Linked DNA regions of Mus musculus: all the other regions are linked to region 1. Evidence: chromatin contacts called from public promoter capture Hi-C data. All regions are on one chromosome and are shown on one strand. Each heading gives the region's core, a stretch centred on a gene start, on an enhancer-like site or on the middle of the called end of the contact. The rest is flanking DNA. Distances are from core to core; before and after follow the strand shown.

Region 1 (4,861 bases), core at 1,070-3,569:
TCAGGGTCACATTTGCTCTGGACTCTCCCAGATGTCTCTGCCTATGGCTATGTTCTCCTTCACATCTACAATCAACCTTCTCCACTGGACCCAGTAGCCATGTGTCTCCCCCGACCCCATCTTCCCCTCCTTCCTTCCCTCCCTTCCTCCCTCCCCTCCTCCTCCTCCTCCTCCTCCTCTTCCTCCTTCTCCTCCTCCTTCTTCTTCTCTCTTCTCTCTCTCTCTCTCTCTCTCTCTCTCTCTCTCTCTCTCTCTCTCTCTCTCTTTCACTGAGTTCAAGGACAACCTGGTCTACAGAGTGAGTTCTAGGATAGCCAGGGCTACACACAAAAGCCTTGTCAAAAAAACCAAAAAAACCAAAAACTTAACAAAAAAAGTCAGTAAGTGGTGGTGCGTGCCTATAACCCAGGAAGGCTATGAGTTTGCAGCTAGCCTGTACTACAGGGTTAAGTTGGAGATCAGCTGGAGCTATGTAATAAGAGGCTGTTTCAAAACAGAAAGGGCGGGTGGTAGATTTGTTTGTTTTAGTGTGTTGACTTAACACTTTGTAAAGTTGGCAATCCTGTATCAATTAGCAACTTCCCAAATTTTCACTAGTCATTAAAGGTAGAAAACCATGAGCCTACCTCACTCAAGTGGCTGCTCAGGGCCATAGGTTTCCCAAGAGGAATCCTTGTTTCCTAAAGTGTTCAGACCCTGTATAGAACTCCAGGCTACTGTATGGACCGAAGTCAGGCTGTTTCCTAAACACACCCACCTTACTAATCCTCTCTCACCTGTGCAGTACTGTGAGCATGAGAGTCATGCTCTTCTGCCAGATAACATCGCTAAGGGAAAGATTTTGCTAGAGTAACAGCCACAAAAGCAAGATCCAGTGAATGCTTGGGACACTACTGCTGCAGATAAAATCAAAATGGGGAGAGAACACTTGCTTCTGGGCATTCTGAGAAGGTCATGGCCATCTGTGAACCCTGGGGCTTTTTGTCCTAAGAGGGCGGGAGAAGGAGGGGCCAAAGGAAAGACAACACTGCCTTCCACACTTGGGAGTCTACCATCTAGCTAGAACTTTGTTAGCAGTGGGGAACTTTGCACACAGCCTGTGCTCCTCAGTCCGTCTCTCTACAGCCGGACCTTCTACCGTAGGAAATCGCCTCCACCCCTTGGCATGGGTACCCCGGTTCCTGATGAAATTGTGACCCGCTGTCCCCTTCCCAGATCCTGGACTCCAGCCCTGTCACTCGCCACACACTGCAGATCACGTGGTAGAGTGCTGTTCGCCCCAAGTGTAGCTATTGGTCTGCGGCTCATGTCCCGGAAGCTCATTGGCTGAGTCCTGCGTTCACGTGGGGGTGGGGGTAAGGTGGTCTTGGATAGCACCCTTAGTGGGGAGAGGTGGCTGGAAAGTTAAAGTGAGCCACAGATTGCTGGAGCTGGAATCCAGAGTGCTGCAATCCAGTGAGCAGGTGAGAGGGCTGCTGTTGCGTGGACCAAGCCGAGTGCCTGCCCCACTTTTGCCGTCGTGGTTGCTGTCACTGTCACCCAGCTCAGATGGTGGGGCGGGCTGAAGGGTCTCCCCTCCGTACTCAAGAGTGGTACCGGGTACGTACCTCCTCAAGCCTCTAGTTCAAGGTCCAGAGCCAGGAAATCTGCGGTGAGGGGCACGCGGGGGAGTTCTCCGACACTTACCATTTGTCCCACTAACACTGACTCCCAGGTAGTAGAATCCCCTAGCTGGGCTCGGGTGGCTTGTCGCTTCAGCGTGCAGAAACATCTCAGGCACCGGAGCTGGGATGGAGCCTAGAGGGGACCCCCGAGATCCCTAAGCGAGTTAGCCTGCGAAACGTGTCCTGAACAGAAAGGATGTCTCGAGTCCTAACGTGGCACATCCCCAACCTGAGATGTGACACTTTGGAAGATAATTCTAGTTTTTTGTGGCAGAATCTGGAGTCCAAATACAAGCTCCCGGGGCTTCAGTTTCCCGTTACGAAATAGACGCGAGAAACCCGTGTCCCAGCCCTGACTCCATCAAGTAGTGCGGACCAGTCCCTACTACTCCCCACTTAGGTTCAGATCTCCTTTTGCTGCACACAGGCAAGAGGCACACGCTGTGTCGTCTCGGGTCTCGGAAGGCAATGGGCTCGAGGCGAGCTCCACCCGGGAACGGGGCAGCCCGCGTGGGGGTGCTCGCGAGGCGCTGCCCCCATCTGGGCTGTCCCGCCGCCAGGTCCCGCCCTGATGTGATAACTTGGGCTCCTCCTCCTTGTTCGTCTCCGGGAACTAAGCCCAGGCCCTACCCCCGGGACACCCCGACGCTCACGTAGTTCAGTGGCAGCAATCAACCCTGACACTTCTCTCAGGCTCTCCCATGAGGCCAGCGAGCAGCGGCCCCGGCTGCGGCGCCGCCGGGAGAGGTAGGTGCAGACCCAGTCTAAGCTGGGGCGAGGGCGGGTGCAGGCACACCCTGTGTCTGGTGGGATGGGGACTCGCTGACCTTCCCCCAGGGACTTGTTCACAGCTACCGTTTTGAACCCAGAGGAGAGGCTCTGAACCGGACGGCAGCTTCAGAACAGGGGATGGCAGGCCCACGGGGAAACAGAGAAAGTTGAAAAAGACTTGAGTGGGGGAACTTGCAGAGTTGCTGGAATGTGGCCCTGTCTCAGCTTGCGGGTCCAGGAGAAAGAAAGGCTTCTTCAGCCTAGGCAGGGAAGGAACTGGTCCCTTTGGCAAGAACGTCCAGGAGCCAGGGAGAAAGTAGAGACAGCTGAAGTAAACTAGGGCCATTTAGGGGAAAGTTAGTAGAAAGAGAAGCATCGGGGCCCTATTAGCAACCTTGAAGGTCAAAGCTGCAAGTGACCTCAGAAGAAACCCTTAAACCCGGAGAGTTCTTCGTTTGTTAAAGCTCAGCTGGGCAGAGGCCTTCTTAGGCCTGAGCTTCTTGCTGTCTTTGGCCCTTATTAGCTGGTGTGGGCTGCCTCATTCAAAGCTACCTGACTGCTCATTATGCGGCCCTATTCAAAAACATTTCTCTTCAAGGATTGAGGGGTGTATACATTAAAACTGTAATAATTAGGGTCTGTATACAAAAGGGGGCCAATGTCAACTTCATACATATAAAAGTATCAGCTAGACATTTGGGGAGAGAACCGAGATTTGCTGAAAGGGGGGGGGAGGAGTGGATGGTGGTGTCTTGAATTGGTTGAGGATATTTATCTAATGTAGTGTTGCGGTGGGTTATTGTTAACTTGGTTTTGACATCAGCGAGGAAGAGTTGCAGAAAGAAGGTCTCAGTCAGAAACTCAGTCGCTCAACTGCCTGAAGCTAGGCAGGTTGTGGGTTTTGGTTTTTTTTGTTTTGTTTTGTTTTGTTTTGTTTTTTGTTTTTTTTGGTTTTTGGTTTTTTTTTTTTTTTTTGGTTTTTTGTTTTTGTTTTTCTGTTCAGACTTGTCAAGCTTAAAAGAAATATTACTGGCCTTCTAAGGCTGGCAGCATCTTGAAAGACCACATTATTTCAGTAGGACACAGAAGGTATTTCTGCAAGCGTCCCAAACCTGGCCCAAGCTCTCTTCAGAGGCAGTTGACTTCTGAGGCACCCACGTGAAAGCAGGGTGTGTGATTGTTCTTGGGAAACAGCTCCTTAGGCTCCTGGGATCCTGTCCTGCAACTGTGTCCAGGTCCTGTGTCGCTTTACCGGCTCAAATGTGCATCGGTGGTCTCTGCTACTGCCTGTTTCCTCGGTAGAAGGAAAGCCTGGGGCAGTGTTGGAGACAGAATAAGGACTTCAGTACATACACGAGTGTGTGGCTGTGAAGATGTTTCCTCAAGCACCTGTCCAGCTGCCTTCCTTTAGGGGACTTAACTATTGGTGGACTGTCTCGGTTTCTGGAAAGTACTTCTAAGTGGCCATCATCACTGTCACAGTCCTGTTGAGACATCCATAGCTGAGAGTCAGGAAAGCTAAACTCACACAAGCACTTTACTACACCAGTTCTTGGATGAGCATGAGGTTAATAAAAGCTGGAATGTTCTGTGAGGACAACCCACTGCCACATCGCACCCTTGATAGAGGCCACAAGGGTAAATGTCCTTAACCTGTAATGATGATGATACCCAGAGGGAAAAAAAGAAGGGTTTCCAAGCCAGGACTGCTTACGCAATTCCGCAGGGCAGGAGTCCCAGTGGTAACTCCTGGGCTATCAGAAGAACCTCACTCACATTTGCCTCTCATGGAAGAATCTTGCAAAAAAAAAGTTCTTGAAAATGTTATTGGGACTGTCTCCTGAGCTCAGGCTCTGAATAGAAACTTGTCTCTCCACCGTCAATTCAGCTCGTTCTTACAGTTTAATAATAAAGGGAGCTGCCATGGTGAGTTTACATGCTAGGCTCCAATAGTACAACTTCACCAATGGCCTCAGCTCCCGAGCCTGCGGGACTAGAACACAAGAGTGTGCTCTCCTGGGTGGTAAGTGGGCAGCAGAGTCTTTAGCATGCTTTGGTATTCCGCCTCCACTTGAGAATTTCCCACCATTTTCTACCAAGCTGCTTCAGAGAAACCTTTCAGCATTTGCTAGGCATGCCTGAGGCTGGTCCCAGAGCTTGGAGGACCTGCAGAGGGACTCTAATCCTTGTGCTGACTCAAGTCAGGAGGAAGTAAGTGCCTAGCAGGGGTGAACACCTCTCCCCCATTCACTCCCAGCTTTTCAAGGGTGGGCAGTGGGGAAGTCGGGAATGTGGACCACATGCCATTATGCAACTGGTGTTCAGTTTTAATGCATATTTAAACAGAATAAGAAATACCTACCTTAAAGTTGAAAAGGGAAGAATATTTCTAACAACATTTTGCAGTGGATATGAATAACTCAATT
Region 2 (4,861 bases), core at 1,761-4,260, 1.6 Mb before region 1:
TCCCATGTGACTTTACAATAGTATAATGTGAATATTCTTGCAAGGAGACCACATATTGTCACAGTTGCTTTTATGTTAACATAAATGAGTTTTCAGATTCTTTTTGAAGAACAGAGGTAATAGTGATGGATAGAAAGACTCGGATTTCAGGAAACTATCAAACCCAGGGCTGGGGAGCACTCTGTCACTGTCTTATATACTGACCCTAGACAGTGTACTTTAGTTACATATGAACATTCATATAATGATTTGCCGTGACCATGGAGTAACAGAATGTTTACAAAAGGTATTTATGTGTTTTGCTGAAAGTGTCTAAGCAGTTTAAGGAGGAGTATATATGAGTAAGAATGGTTCCCCATATGCTCATATATTCAATTATTCCAGTCACCAGAGAGTGTCATGATTAGGATTAGGAGGTGTGGCCTTGTTGGAGGAAGTTTGTCACTGGAGGTGGGCTCTGAGGTTTCAATAGCACATTCCGAGGCCCAGCCAGGCTCTTTCCCTGTGGATCAGGATGTACTCTGAGTTATTGCTCCCGTACCTGCCTGTATGCTGCCATGTTCCCCACCATGATGATAATGGACTAACCCTCTGAAGCTGTAATCAAGTCTTCTGTTAAATACTTTCTTATGTAAGAGTTACTGTAGTCATTGTACAACAGTGACTGAGTTTATGTATATGCTATGACACTTTGCCACTGTGGACAGTGTTGAAGCTGATGGGAATTCAAAACAGTGTTGCTTTAGTTCACTTCTGGACACCCGAAACAAGTAAACCTGGATAGCAGGCCTCACTGCCCTTCAGTTAAGTGTGTGCTGCTCCAAAGTATAGAAAAGCTCCAGTAGGCTTTGTGTGTGTTAGTTTTTAGGTAAAGACTACATCTTATGGCAATGGATTTGGTGTACTTAGCACCTGAAAGAAGTATACCATGAGGTTGTCCTATTCTGGACTACATTTTCCAAGTGAAAATTAAATTTGTATAAAGGAAGTGCTGTAAGCATATTATAAAAACTGGGAGAAACTGATTAAAAATACAATCAATAACAGTCTGTACTTTGTGGATCCCCCTTTATAATTTTATTATAGAAATGGGAAGCTTGAAAGAAGATCATATTATTATTATTATTATTATTATTTTTTTTTGTTTTGTTTTTTTGTTTTTTCAAGACAGGGTTTCTCTGTATAGCCGTGGCTGTCCTGGAACTCACTCTGTAGACCAGGCTGGCCTCGAACTCAGAAATCCACCTGCCTCTGCCTCCCAAGTTAAAGGGATTAAAGGCGTGCGCCACCACTGCCCAGCGAAAGTCATATTTTTAGTTAGGTTTTGTTTTATGTTATTTTTGCTATATTCCTTGTACCTATTTTTCTATCATTTTCAAAAGGCCCCAGTGGGATATTTATGGGGATTGGTTTTGTGACCCTGGATCACCAGATTAGAAGTTATGATTTAGCTCTAGTTATGGTGAAAATTGGTAAATTAAATTCTCTGGCACTTTTAAGCACATCACTTTGAAATATGATCAGTTAATTGTACTAGCCTTTAAATTATAGAACCACTAATTGAGTTCAGACTCTGAGACTCTGAGATAAGGTATACTTGAAAGATGATGAACCTCCATGTATGCTAATAATAGATATAGACTATATGAAAATGTAGTCTGTTAATGAGTCTTAAGGCAATTTGAAAATATAAACCATAAATTAACTGTTAATTGTTAGTTATTTTAATATTACTTGGCTCCCATACTGTATGGTAAGCAGAATGGTTTCTAGGTAATTAACCTGCTGTGCCGAACTTGAGAGGTCTAGTATCTTGTTACAGCAACCTTTTGAGTTTTTCAAGAGATAATCTGTCTGTGTAACCTGAATGCTAAGAAACAGAAGGAATAGAAAGAAAAGCAGAAGTTAAAAATAAAAGAACCTAGGAGTAAATATACTTAGCATCCAGGTAAAGGGCAGAGTTGGATGTTTAGATTGTTAAGTACTTGCAGAACTGGCATCTGCTGAGTAGGGCTGACATCTCTAGATACTGTGTGCAGAAATGTGGATGATTATGAGCTGGGGAAGTGATTTTACTAGGGAGAGTCACTGTTGTACCTTAGCCAGCTCTCCTAGGACACACTGGATTTTAAGATGTGCTTTATCAGAAAGACTGAATTTGTGTGGATCAGTACCTGTTTAGAGTAACCTAGTTACTTTACATTTTTGTGTGCCTTGTAATTTAAGGACATTTTAAAAGATTTTTGTTTGATAGCATGGCTTGTATTGTAAGATTTTACTGTGAGGAATTATTTTAACTAAGATGTTAGGAAAATCTGATGATTTATAAATTATCTCTGCTTACAATATAATATGACTCACATAATGATACATGTTAAAAATTTTTATATAAAAATTATAACTGGCATTTTCTTTGCTTTCTCTACATTAGTACTCAAAGTCAAATATAAATAATTTGAATTATCTTCTCCTTTGTTGATATACAAGCTTTCTTGTAACTGCTTTTTACCAGCCAATATAATTTGTACATATAATCAGAAAGCTTTAGCCAAAGGCTTTGCTATTTTAGATTTTTTTCCTTTGAGAAACATCCTTTGTTAAGACAGACCAGACTGCTGAAATAAATTTGCTTTGAGAAAATGAAATTAGCAAAGACTCAGGTTAAACATCAAATGCTTTTGTCCTACTTAAGGTCTGGGTGGAGATCAGATTGGTAGGAAATGTAATGAATTTCCATTAAGGCACAGATGGTAAGGATGCTTATCAAATAGCATGAGGCAGTCGGCATTTTCATGATAAAATCTTACCAAATAATGGGTTAATACATTGTTTTTACGTCTTTAGCAGGCATAGTGCTTTCTGGCTTTCATGGTAAAATATTTTTTTACTGTTTTATAAGGGTATGAGCTACTGAATAAAAAGGATCAAATAAACCTACCTCTTGTCTGGAAAGATGCTGTTGAAGCGATGGTACCGTCTGTTTGTAATGCGGTCTGGTGCACAGCCAAGATGGAGCTGTGCTTCTATTGGTCCGACGCATAATGCAGCTGACAGTTTCCTCTGTGCTCATTTGCATTATTAAGTCCTGCCGTCCTGAGGAGTAGATCATTCATAAACTTGAATAGGGTTGTCTGAGCTGTCACCTGCCACCTCTTTAAATTGTTTGTTTGTTTGTTTTGTCTTTAAGCTAATTTTTCACATAGGAACAGTTGCTGATTTCCTAGATTTTTTTTCCCTCTATAAAATTTAACGTATCTCTGAACAGTGTAGTGCTAAGGCTAGAACATAGTCTCTAGAGGTAGTTACCTAGGAAACAACTGCTCAGGTTAACCATTTTAGTAAAATGTTAGCAGGAAATGGTCATAAAATCTCATAAGTAAGCTTAAAATTAAAACAGTTTTTTTTTTTCAATATGTTCTCAAGTCTTGATTTCTAGAGTTATGAACACTTGTATTTGGGAGAAATTTTGAGAGAAAAGAAGTAGTATTTTAGTTTTTTTAGTTATAGTAGAGTTAATTTAGGTGGGTAATTTTTTTTTCTAAATTTTAAGATATAGACAGCTTTTATGTTTTTAATTGGGTCTAGTCCAACTGGCTTGGCTATTCATTATTTTTAGTTATGGTGAAAAGAGTTTGGCCTAATCATAGCAGAATCAAGATTTACTTTTAATTAAAGGAGTAGTAAGAGCTGTACATGGTGGTGCACACTTGTAATCCGAGCATTGAGAGGCAGAAGCTGGCTCGGTCTGTATAGTGAGTTCCAGATTACATACTGAGACCCTGTCTCAAACAAACAACAAAACCCCACCAAAAATCAATCAATGGAACAAACAAACCAGTGGGAGATTGGGTAAATATATATATATTGGATATATATAATCTATTTATTTATATATTGTTTATATCTATAGATAAATCACTATTTATAACATCTATAAATATATAGATAAATCATAGTAAAGGTAAATAAAAATTTATAGGTAAATCATTATATTAGTTTCTAGAGCTGTAGCTCCTAGCTATAGGAGTTCATAGAAATGCCCTTATTATATTGTAGTAATCCTTCAATAAATATTTGAATGTTGACTTTGATTGATTAGCATTGACTTAGTACTAGGGACATTGTGATAAAACTATATGTGGTTCATAATTGATCATTTGTTTGGAGTTTTTAATATACTGTGAATTTTTTTATTTTTTTATTTTTAGTTTTACCAGTTTTTCTTTTCTTAATACAGTATTGTAAGATAAATTTAATAACACTAATTATAATTAAAATGCTTTTCTCAACGGTACGGGCCTATCATCCGGCTACTCAGGAGTCTGAGGCAGGATCACAAGTTTAAGACCAATCTAAGTAACTTTAAAAATACTTATTATTTTATGTCTATGGATGTTTTGTCTGCATGCATGTCTGTGCACCACATGTGTGCCTGGTGCCCAGAGGCTGGAGGCAGGTGTCAGATCCCCTGGAGCTGGAGTTACAGGTAGTTGTGAACCTCTGTGTGGGTGCTGGGAATGAACCGTAGTCCTCTGCAGAAGCAGCAAGTGTTCTAACCACTGAGCCATCTCCCCGGCACCAGACTAAGTAAGTTAATGAGACTATCTCAAACAAAAATAAAAATGGGGCTGGGGTTAATTTAAGCTCAGTGGTAGAATCCTTGTCTAGGATTCGTGAGGTCCTAGGTTAATGTCTATTTATGGATGTCTTTGTTCTGACAAAGTGGCCTATGTCAGATGGGATAATGATGTGTAAAGATCTTATGTAGGGCAATATTCAGGGTTTACAGCTTGATTTAAATCAATGCCTCATTATAACCCTCACAATGTGTATGTTTGAAAGAGAGCAATTAGAGCTAGGG
Region 3 (4,861 bases), core at 1,114-3,613, 1.1 Mb before region 1:
GCCTGTAAAATGGGATTACAAATTTTTAGCAGAACTGGCTACATAATTTGTGGAGTTTAGTGCAAAATAAAGATGTAGGACCACTGATCAAAAAAGATTAAGAATGTCAAGACTATAGATGCTCTATAGAGCATCAAGCTGGCAGCCAAACGGTTCATGGGTCTCAGATGCCTGGATTCCAACCCAAGGAGGCCTGCTCTGACTGTTGTGGTAAAGAAGGAAGAGAGCAGTCACATCCTAAGAGTCAGCCATGTGCACAGGGCTAAAAAGAACAAAGCACACTATGTGGAGAAGCAATAATGCAGAGAGATGGGGAGGGAGGCGCCTCTCAGAGTCCTGTCCAGACCTTAGGAGATTATGTCCTATGCTTAGGTCCACTAGAGATCACTACAGCCTTGACTTTTATAGAGTGTTCTCCTTATCAGGGCTTGAGTAGGTGACAGGGCCTTATGCCCTCATCCTCAGCACAACAGTTGGTGTGCGCATATCTGGAACCAACGTCAACCATGGCGTTTCTTGGCCTGGAGCTCTGCCTGGCCTCTCAGAGCCATCCTGTACCTGAGGGCAAGCCAGAATTGCTAGGAAGTGATGAGGCACCTGAGCTTCGAGCATACCCCCCGGGCTGTGCCTGACACCGTGTGTGACAGTTCTCTAATTCCACAGAGTGGCTTCTTTTACTTTTTTTTTCTCCTATCCTGCCTCTTTGACCTACCATGGGCATTTCTTGAGATCAGCTTCTAAATAAACCATAATATTCAAACAGTGAGCTAAGGATCTCTGTCTAAGTCTACCTCAGACCCCAGGACAGTGTTTAAAGCAGCAGGATGGCCCTCAACGTTCCCATCTTGTGTCCACAACTTCCCTGCCCCATTTAGGGGCTCAGCCCCCATGACATCAGTGCCAACAGCAGTGCCTACCTCCAGAGTACATGTCAAAGCTGTCCTTTTTCATCACAAGGCCAGTAGATCCTAGTGAAAAGAGACTCACTCCCATAATGTGAGTCACCCTGCTTGTCATTTTGCTGAGTTTGGCTCATGTGTAGTGTAAAGCCTCAAACCAGATTGAGATCTGAGTGAAACTAGGTCCTGTGAGCATCACACAGGGCCACAATAGGGGCCTAAGGATTCCTAGGCCGAGGCTTATTTGAGAGGCAGAACACCCTGGCTGAACATCCAGAACAACAGAATCTAACCACTCAAGATCTGCGATCTGTCATGACAGCTGCTCACACAGAACTCAGCATTTCATCCTCAATCTTTGCACAAATTCAATGGGCTATTGCTTCGAAATGGAACATATCTGAAACAGTAAGTGTAGTGGATAGGTTTTCTGCAAAAACTATTATAAGGGCGTGGTTATCACTATTCCCACATAAGTGGGAAATCTGCAAGCCAAATCTAACTTTTGGAAGCTATGGAATTTTCAGTGATTATGGTCCTTGGATTTTCAGGGTCTGAAATAAGAAGAGCTCTCCACCATGGAAATGGTTTCATTCAACTCTATTTTCAATTACTCCTGACCCAATTCTCCTGCTTTTCACAATGGAAGACATTGCTAAATGTTCTATTAATATGCTGCTCTAGACCCATTGCTCTAGACCCTGCTGTTCTAGACCCTGCTGCTCTAGATCCACTGCTCTAGACCCATTGCTTTAGGCCTGCTGCTCTACACCCTGCTGTTCTAGACCCCACTGCCGTAGATGCTATAGAACCCACTGCTCTAGACCCGATACTCTAGACCCACTGCCGTAGACACACTGCTCTGATTTTTGTCCTTGAGTTACTGGAACAGGCAGACTCCCCCTTCCTATTTCTCTGACCTTTCTCTAACTTATCTTCACTTCTAGATCTCTTTTCAACTGATTCACCCAACTCTATCTTTAGCCTTATATTTCTTGAACCAAAATTCCCATTTTTCAGGATGAGGTATTTTTTTTTCTCTTGGATATAGCTGACATGTCAAAAATCATTGGGTTTTACACAAAGTATATACTTTTCAAAAACTGCCTTGTCTTCTGGCCCACTGTGTCCATCTGTCATCAGAAAGGAAAAAAAAAAAAACCCTTTCTTTTTCTGCTTTTGGTCTTAAAAAAAGAATCGAAGGATTAGTTCTTGTAAATTTCCCTTTCCAGCTTGCACTGGTTTGTCTTTGTTTTCCGGTTTTGTTGCTTCTCTTCCTGTCCCACTTATCTCTAACTATTTTTACCTACGCACAGTTTCACTTTCTATCATCTATCCCACACACAATTTTTAGGTCAGTCCCTGTAATTCATAAATGGCCATGCCATTATTTAGCTCACCCACTACCACCACCTTTTGACATTGTAGCATGATGCAGTTATTTATAAAGTTCATGCTGGGGAACTATGCAATGAGTTACAAAAGAAAACACACACACACACACACACACACACACACACACACACACACACACACACACACGAGTCCCGTCATGGTTTAAGGACATTTAAGATTTAAGATTTATTCATTGGCTTTTCTTGGCCACAATTACCAACTACAACTGACCCTGAACTCCCTATTCTGGTGGCAGCAAAAGCCTAGAGGCTTCGGGCTGTTGTTCTAAGTCTCACTTTAGCTCCGTGACTCATTTGGTTTGTGAGCATGATAACTTCATTAGTCATCAGGGAAAAGGTCTGTTTGCTCCAAAACAAAGTATGAGAGAAATGACCAAGATACACTTCTAAAAGCAGACAGCCAAGGCTTAATAACAAAATAAATAAATGCTTTATTGTGGTGAAAGATTACCATGTATTACTAAAACAGGTTAAGCAGAAAAGGCAATATTGTGATATTGACAAGTATGTGCAGCAAGAAGGATTTTTATATGTACGTTTCTTACTCTGGGTTACCATTGCTGTGATGAAATACCATGACCAACAGCAAGCTAGGGGGGAAAAAGTTTATTTGGCTTCTGCTTTTGCATCCATCACGAAGGAAGTCAGGCCAGGGGCTCAATCAATGCAGGAACCTGGTTATAGGAGCAGAAGCAGAGGCCATGGAGGGGGGCTGCTTACTGGCTTGCTCCCCGTGGCTTGCTCAGCCTGCTTTCTTATATATCGAACCCCAGAACCTCCAGCCCAGGAGTGGCACCACCCACAATGCTCTGATCTCTTCCCTATTAACCACTAATTAAGAAAATACCTTACAGCTGGATCTCATGGAGGCATTTTCTCAATTAAGTTTGCTTTCTTTCAGATAACTCTAACTTATGTCAAGTTGATATAAAACTGGCCAGCACAATCCTTGTCTGTGAACAAGCAATTTTAGCCCCAGGCATATGATATTCAGACAGCTACCAAGATGCACACAAGAAGGCTCACATCAACACTGTTCACATTGGCCCCAAAGGTGAAGTGATTTCAAGGGCATCAGTTGTGGCATATCCACGCAGAGTAGAATTCAGCAGGAGAGAGAACATACTGTGTTCTGTGGATGAGTCACGTGATAAGATAGAACCGAGCTAGACACAGGGATCTACACTGTATGATTTCATCCTGGTCATATAAGAATATGGCCCAAGTGAATCATTGCTATGGTTACCCTCAGGGGCATGGCTGCTTGTCGTCTTCTAAGGAAGAGTGTAAGAGGTCTGTGGCCAGAGCCACGGTGACGGCTCCACCAGCATGGCTGCTCTGTTGGTGGGAAACCCGATTTTAAAGGGCGATCTTCCAAGGAAGGAAGCTTGGGTGAGAAAGGGCAAAATGGGAGAGGGAATTACATTATAGACAGTGGGTGAAAAGGGAAACTATGAACGAGATAAAATAACAAAAAGTAAGGCACGGCCAAAACAAAACAAACAGGAACCCTGTTAGTCTCACATTTTTACCATCTGTCAAGCAACTGAAATTAACCAGTCATCAAAATACTGCACCATTACACCAATGAACAAAAGGAACTTTTTACAGTTCTCAAAACCAGGACATGAGTTTATGCGCAAATCAACTGAAGAAAAACTCCATTCTTGAAGAACAACCATGAAGCAGAATAAAATTTTAGGTTTAATTGTCCACCCCACTGAGGCAAGATGGCAAGATAGCCCACTTAGGGCCCAAGATGGTCTGCAGTATATACCTAAGGCCCACAACTATCTGTAGCTTTCACTTAAGGTCCAAGGCGATCTACATTATCCATCCAAGATGCCCAAGATGGTCTTCAGTACTCTAACCAGGGCCTAAGATGGTCTGAAATATCTGCTTAAGGCCCAGCACTGGTGGAACAGGCCTTATTCTTGGCTCTGTGTGGGAGCTGTTTCCTCTTTTGCAGGTCCTTTGAGTCTGGAGCCATCTACACACAGGGTTCAGTCCTCTGATGACTGGGAGGGAGACCTGCAGATTTCGGTAGTTCTCTCTCAAGGTTGGAATAGTAGCAGGGAGAGGCTTAAAACACGATCACGTGTTTAGCAAATTATATCTTATATCTTGGGTATCCTAGGTTTGGGGCTAATATCCACTTATCAGTGAGTACATATTGTGTGAGTTTCTTTGTGAATGTGTTACCTCACTCAGGATGATGCCCTCCAGGTCCATCCATTTGGCTAGGAATTTCATAAATTCATTCTTTTTAATAGCTGAGTAGTACTCCATTGTGTAGATGTACCACATTTTCTGTATCCATTCCTCTGTTGAGGGGCATCTAGGTTCTTTCCAGCTTCTGGCTATTATAAATAAGGCTGCTATGAACATAGTGGAGCATGTGTCCTTCTTACCAGTTGGGGCATCTTCTGGATATATGCCCAGGAGAGGTATTGCTGGATCCTCCGGTAGTACTATGTCCAATTTTCTGAGGAACCGCCAGACTGATTTCCAGAGTGGTTGTACAAGCCTGCACTCCCACCAACAATG

The links. Promoter capture Hi-C pulls out the DNA fragments that hold promoters and counts their contacts.
Region 2: a promoter capture Hi-C map of pre-B cells shows a contact between it and region 1, with 5 times the contacts expected there. The contact joins the promoter of Smim18 here to the promoter of Ppp1r3b in region 1. A contact is called at or near these places in 3 of 39 promoter capture datasets (liver, neutrophils and pre-B cells), 1 of 484 Hi-C or Micro-C datasets (CD4 T cells) and 1 of 9 other capture datasets (liver).
Region 3: a promoter capture Hi-C map of pre-B cells shows a contact between it and region 1, with 3 times the contacts expected there. The contact joins the enhancer-like site here to the promoter of Ppp1r3b in region 1. A contact is called at or near these places in 5 of 39 promoter capture datasets (cranial neural crest, embryonic stem cells, hippocampal neurons and 2 more) and 1 of 484 Hi-C or Micro-C datasets (bone marrow-derived macrophages).

Annotation. Positions count from the first base shown.
Region 1 is chr8:35,374,343-35,379,203 of GRCm38.p6, forward strand. It overlaps Ppp1r3b (protein phosphatase 1, regulatory subunit 3B), which reads left to right and starts at 2,320. Exons shown (of 2, transcript NM_001364452.1): 1 at 2,320-2,411.
Region 2 is chr8:33,744,760-33,749,620 of GRCm38.p6, forward strand. It overlaps Smim18 (small integral membrane protein 18), which reads right to left and starts at 3,011. Exons shown (of 2, transcript NM_001206849.1): 1 at 2,939-3,011. All of the region lies in intron 2 of Gtf2e2 (general transcription factor II E, polypeptide 2 (beta subunit)), which reads left to right.
Region 3 is chr8:34,273,943-34,278,803 of GRCm38.p6, forward strand. No RefSeq gene overlaps it. Among named protein-coding and RNA genes, the nearest start is that of Gm29243, 60 kb to the left of the region's middle. Within about 2 kb of position 2,364, at least 62 of the 459 cell types and tissues checked have an H3K27ac peak or open chromatin away from gene starts, as enhancers often do. A contact at or near this core is called in bone marrow-derived macrophages, hippocampal neurons and pre-B cells, where this site is marked.